2 separate regions of the Mus musculus genome follow, and region 2 is linked to region 1. A link is a contact called in public promoter capture Hi-C data. All regions are on one chromosome and are shown on one strand. The core of a region is the stretch at or near the end of the contact, and the rest is flanking DNA. Distances in the headings are between cores, read along the strand shown.

What was found. Promoter capture Hi-C pulls out the DNA fragments that hold promoters and counts their contacts.
Region 2: a contact with region 1 is called in a promoter capture Hi-C map of stem cell-derived epiblast-like cells, with 3 times the contacts expected there. The contact joins the promoter of Spata31d1c here to the promoter of Prxl2c in region 1. A contact is called at or near these places in 5 of 39 promoter capture datasets (cranial neural crest, embryonic stem cells, hippocampal neurons and 2 more), 2 of 115 datasets of contacts at active chromatin or transcription factors (bone marrow-derived macrophages and embryonic stem cells) and 1 of 9 other capture datasets (liver).

Annotation. Positions count from the first base shown.
Region 1 is chr13:64,311,267-64,314,128 of GRCm38.p6, reverse strand. It overlaps Prxl2c (peroxiredoxin like 2C), which reads left to right and starts at 1,419. Exons shown (of 6, transcript NM_025370.3): 1 at 1,419-1,636; 2 at 1,794-1,862. The coding sequence starts at 1,445.
Region 2 is chr13:65,031,634-65,034,495 of GRCm38.p6, reverse strand. It overlaps Spata31d1c (spermatogenesis associated 31 subfamily D, member 1C), which reads right to left and starts at 1,438. Exons shown (of 4, transcript NM_001083890.2): 1 at 1,231-1,438; 2 at 532-574. The coding sequence starts at 1,407.

The DNA.
Region 1 (2,862 bases), core at 170-2,669:
GAGGAATACAGAGCTGACTGAAGTAAAAATGCAAAATTTGTTACCGAGATCAAAGGTTGACTCAAATAGAACCCACCTACAGGATAGAAGCCTTAACTGTGTTAGGAATTCTTTCTTGTATGCACTCTTTGTGCGTGCTTTATTTGTTTCTGTGGTCTCCTTTGAAGAAACAGGCATAGAAGGGACTTACTGCTCTGCCTACAATGACTGGTCCTGATTACTGAGGAGAACAGGGGACTAAGGAAGTGTCTGGAAAACAGGCTGTCCCATAGAATGTTTAAAGACAATGGAAATGAGTTTGGTCACTGTATCGGGTAAAGACCCACAACCAGCTGAAGTGGCTTCTCTGGGAAAAGGGAATACAGAATGGGAAATGTAAGGCGGTGATTACAAATGCCAGGTGCTGGGCCTGGGAGATGGCACTGTAGATAAATGCACTTGCCATGAGTTCAATATTTGGGATCCACACGATGGAAGCAGAGAGCCAACTTCCAAAAGTCCTTCGACTTCCACACACAAGAGGAACTTGTATATACCCACAAAGAGACAACACACACACACACAAAATAAATAAAATGTAATTTAAGTTTTATTTGTTATTTTTTTTTTTTTTGAGACAGGGTTTCTCTGTGTAGTCCTGGCTGTCCTAGACCTGTCTTGTAGACCAGGCTGGCTTCGAATTCAGCCATCTGCCTGCTTCTGCCTCCCAAGTGCTGGAATTAAAGCGTGCACCACCACAGCCTCAGCTATTAATCTAAAAATTTTAATGAACTGTTATTTTTAATTTCTTCCTCCCCACCCACTCCTCCTCTGTCTCTCTCTCTCCATTCCTCTGTCACTCTTTCTGTGTGAGTGCAGATGCCTGCAGAATCCCCAAGAAAGTGTCAAGAGTTACAGGCAGTTATGAACATTTGATGTGGGAACTGAGAATCTAACTTGGGTCCTCTTTCAGAGCAGTAGGCACTCTGAACAGTGCCTACTGTGGGTGCCAGAGTATCAGATACCCTGAGACTAGAGTTGTGAGCTGCTATGTGGATGCTGGAAACTGAACCCCCTGGTTCTCTACCAGATAAGCCAGGGCTGTTAACCCCTGATCTATCTTTCCAGTCCTTCTTCAGCATTTCCTGTGTTACGACTGTAAAGAATATGATTTTTATTGGAAAGTGTTGTAGGCAGTAGAAAGAGGGAGTGCCTCAGCCGCACCTCCCATAGCACTGTCCCCTCCCTTGGTATTCAAACTGGAAGAACGGTTTGGAGTGTTTTCCTTCTGTAGCTCCGTAGCGTCCCTTGTGGCCACGCCTCCGAAGGGTCGGCCCCGCGTGGCCCCGCCTCCAGTCCCCTCCTCACCCTCGTGACCCCGCCTTTCCAGTCTCAGCCCCGCCCCTCCCCCTTAACCCCGCCCCCCGCGGTCGGTGGCTGACCTGAGCGGTCGCCCTCCTCCGCGATGGCCGCGCCGGTGACGCGGCAGGTCAGCGGCTGCGCAGGCCGGGTCCCGAGCCCGGCTGGCTCGGTCACAGAGCGCGGGCAGCCGCTAGCGGCCGCCGTAGCGGAGCTGCCCGTGCTGGACGCGTCTGGGAGACGGGTGACGTTCGGAGCGCTGTTCCGAGAGCGGCGAGCCGTGGTGGTGTTTGTGAGGGTGAGCACGGGTAGGGCGGGAGGGGAAGTGCCTCTCGTTGGCCGCCCAGATCCTGGGCCGCGGCGGGTGCAGCACCTCGCCTGGAACCGACCGCCCGGACCTTCTGGAACCTGGCTGCTACCTTGTTGACGTGCTCTTCTGCATGGTTGCCTTTCAGCATTTCTTGTGTTACGTCTGTAAAGAATATGTCGAAGATCTGGCCAAAATCCCCAAGAGCGTCCTCCGAGTAAGTTTCCCGAGTGAGCAACAGCGGCCGATGCAGTGGGGGTGAGCTGTGGGTGGGTGGCCCCTCCTTCATCCTCTGGGGCTGCTGAGACCCACGGGGGTCTATTTCTGTCCTAATGCGCTCTTTTGCGCCCTCTTGGGATCGGACTACCATAATTTTACCTGGTAAAAATGCCTGTGTCAAAATGTTGCGTAAGAACGCAAAAAATCAAAACACAGACAGCAACTGTGTTTACAACCCAAATAGTAATCCATTATAGGAAAATGTAACGTATATTAAAAGTGCAGCTTTGCGTTTTTCTTCAGTCGCCAGAAGAGCTTTGTAACTGAAGACACTGGGCATTTGTAAAACTAAGATCTATTTTCAGCACACATTTACAGGATGAGTGAGGAAAAAATTAAAAACTTCTGCCTGCCCTTCTATTCCTTTTGTTTATAATACACTGAAGCATCTTTGCGTTGTAAACATTTTTAATATTGTTGGCATAAGTTACTCAGCATAAAGAGAAATGGGTCTCGTGATATTTTCATACATGCCTATTCTGTTATTATATGTGGTCACCCCTTCTTGCTGCTTCCCTCCTCCAGAGCCACACTGGTCATCTTTGTCTTCTTAATATTCCTTTACCCTCTCATTCCCTCATGCATCTAGACCTCATCCTCACAACACCCTTTCTACTCTACATAAATATGTGCATATAAACTTAAGCCTAGTTCTGCATGTGAGAGAAAACAATACTATATTTGTCTGTCTGTGGCTTGTTTGACTTGGCATAATGTCCATTTCCACTCATTTCCTGCAGTTCATAAACATTACCTCATTCTTCATAACTGATTACATTTCCCAGTGTGTGTGTATGTGTGCGTTTATGTGTGTATGTGATGTGGGGGGTTGTTGTTGTTGGGTTGTTTGGGTTTTTTTTGTACATGCATCTGCTGGCAGATACCCACACTGGTTCTGTATTGTGAATAATGAAGCAATAAACATGATGTGTATGTGC
Region 2 (2,862 bases), core at 189-2,688, 720 kb before region 1:
AAGGAAAATACTTGGGCTATTAAAGTAAACAGACAAGGTCAAATTGTCACTAAGATGGCTCACATGTTATGTGTCTTTATACAAAAAAATCTTTATCTACATTGTCCCATGTGATGATACTTAAAACACCATATAAAGCACACAGGCCTTAGTTTCCTCAGAGGTGTATGGGCACCTACATGTTAAGCATGTGTATCATACCAGAAGGCAGGAATGTGTGGCTCTAAAACAACCAGCCAACCAAACAACCAAACAAACACGTAGTGCTCCCTGGACTTATCCAGTGCTCACTGTATACATGGAACACACTCTCCTGATAGTGCATGTCAGCTTCATGTCCACAGGAGTGCAGAGAGGGAACTGACTCTGGTATGTTTATCACGCTGCCTTCCAGTGAGTCTCTCCTTTGAGAACTATTTCTTGTCAGTTAATTATCTGGCAACTTTACATCCTCAGATCATAGACCTAAGACCTTATGGAAATGACAGGATGGTAAACTGGGAAGAGGAGATCCAGCAGATAGATACCTACCTTTAAGTGACTTCCTCCTTTCTTTGTTAGCTGAGCCCTGGTACTGTGGACATAGAGAAATGAACAAGGTGTTAGAATTTTCCCTCATGTTTATTTTCTGAAGAAACCCAGATTTCATAAACCAAGATTATTATGACATTTGTTCAGTTAATGAAATTTAGTTCTTTCTTAAATTAACTTTTGGAGGTGACCTGATGTTTTCTTTTTCCTTCTTTGGGAAATTAAAGGAGAATTTTGTCTGTAAGAGCTATACTTGGAGTTATCAGTTAGAAAGTTGAGGCCAGCAGCAACATCTGTGCTTTTCTGGAGACAGGATTGTCCAGTGGGACAAAGCTTGAGTTTCAGGTTCTTCTCAGAGCCTTCAAGAAGTCAGCACTGCTTTCCTGACCAGCTCAACCTGGCTGATTGTTGGGTAAATCTACATGCAGGGTGAGAAATAAGCCTGGGATTCTCATTCAGGTGTTCAGCAGGAGAAGCTATTCTCCTTTGAATATTTAAGTGAAAACTTTAGTCCTCTCTGTATTCCTCCCATGCCAGGACTCATGCCCTAGGACAGCAATGTTTTTTTCTCTCCCCAGTGTCCCATATCAGTCATGTTTCTGAGACAGACAGGCTCATCCAGTACTAAATCCAGTACTCATTGAGTTCTGTAGTACATCAATAAAAAATATCTCTTGGGGGTTCATCATACATCCTCACCTTTTTGATGTCCTGACTTTTCCAAGGTGGTGGGAAGAATTGTTTCAGTATCAAATACCACAGGTATAGAAGAATAGACCAAACTCCACTCAGAAAGATGTAATTGGAGCCAATATCCAAGAATGCTGATCCAAAGCCTAACCATGATCTATTTAGAAAAGAGAGGATGTTCTCCATACACTGAGTCTCATGGATGCCTGAGGTATATGAGTTCTGAGATTGCATGGGCCTCACTGTAGGCCTAGGTCTGCATCACAGAGCAAGGGAGAGTCATAGAGGGTTTGTGAGGACAGAGAGAAGGGTGAGCCCTCAGATCCTCCCTCCCCCTCCTCCAAGCTCCTTCACTGACTTCTGCTTGAGACTGCTGCTCTGTTTCCACCCCTCCTTCCTTACTTCACTTTATGTTCCTCAGGGAACTTTCTTGTTACCTCTGTAATCTGGATGCCAACCCATTCCCCTTTAGTGTTTGCAGCTCTTGAATTGGAGTCATTCAGTTCTCCAGACTAGAGTGTCCAAAAGGATGCCTTGAAGTTTAGCTTTGGGCCAGATATTTAGTCTCAGCAGCACAAATGTCCTCCCTCTAACACAGCAGTCTCAAAGTTGAGGGTTGTGACCCCCTTGGATATCAAATTGCCCTTTCACAGGGGTCACATATCAAGATATTCTGTATGTCAGATATTTATATTGTGATTAATAACAGTAGCAAAAGTACAGTTATAGAAATAGAAATGAAATAATCTTATGGTTGGGAGTCACCACAAGAACTGTATCAAAGGGTCACAGCATTAGGAAGGTTGAGAACCACTGCTCAAATATAATATTTCTTCTCTACAGAATGGCTCTTTTTCCGAATCCAGCTATACAACAAAAGTATTTCCTCATACATTTACTTTTGTGAATATACCATAGCAAACTTTGCTTCAGTCAGAAGGACAGGCTGAATTACAAAACTAACATAACTAAAAGATGTGTATACAAACTTCAAACCTCTTGGGCTAGTGGGATATTCCATTTACTTTTCTGGAGTGATTGAAGCTTTGGGTAGACCAAGATTTCACAGATAACTAAACTTCTTTTCAATTTTCCCCCCTCAACAACCATCCTCTGAACTCTGAACATCCATCCTTCACCAAATTTCCAGGTAGCTTTTTCCTACCTGGAAATAGTGGTATGTATACATCTGTATCTGCTGCCTGTCTCTAACCCTTAGCTTTGTGAACATCAAGTGGCATTTATGTTTTGTTTAACACAACTCTCACTTTATAGTCCAAGCTAAACTAGGTCTCACCATATAGCCCAGGCTGTCCTCGACCTTGTAAGCAATTCTTTTGTCTCAGGTTTTCAAGGGCTGGAGTTATAGATATACACCACCACACTCAGGTCGTCAGCAGATGTTTACTTTGGTTTCGGTTTTGGTTGGTTAGCTGATTGGTAGGGACTCATGTGACAAAGGATGTCCCCACTGTAGCTAAGAATGAACTTGAACTCCTGATCCTCACAGGTGTGCTGTGCCACCATTCCCTGCTCTCATGGCAGTTTTTTTTTTTTAAAGATTTATTTATTATATATGTAAGTACAATGTAGCTGTCTTCAGAAACTCCAGAAGAGGGCATCAGATCTCATTACGGATGG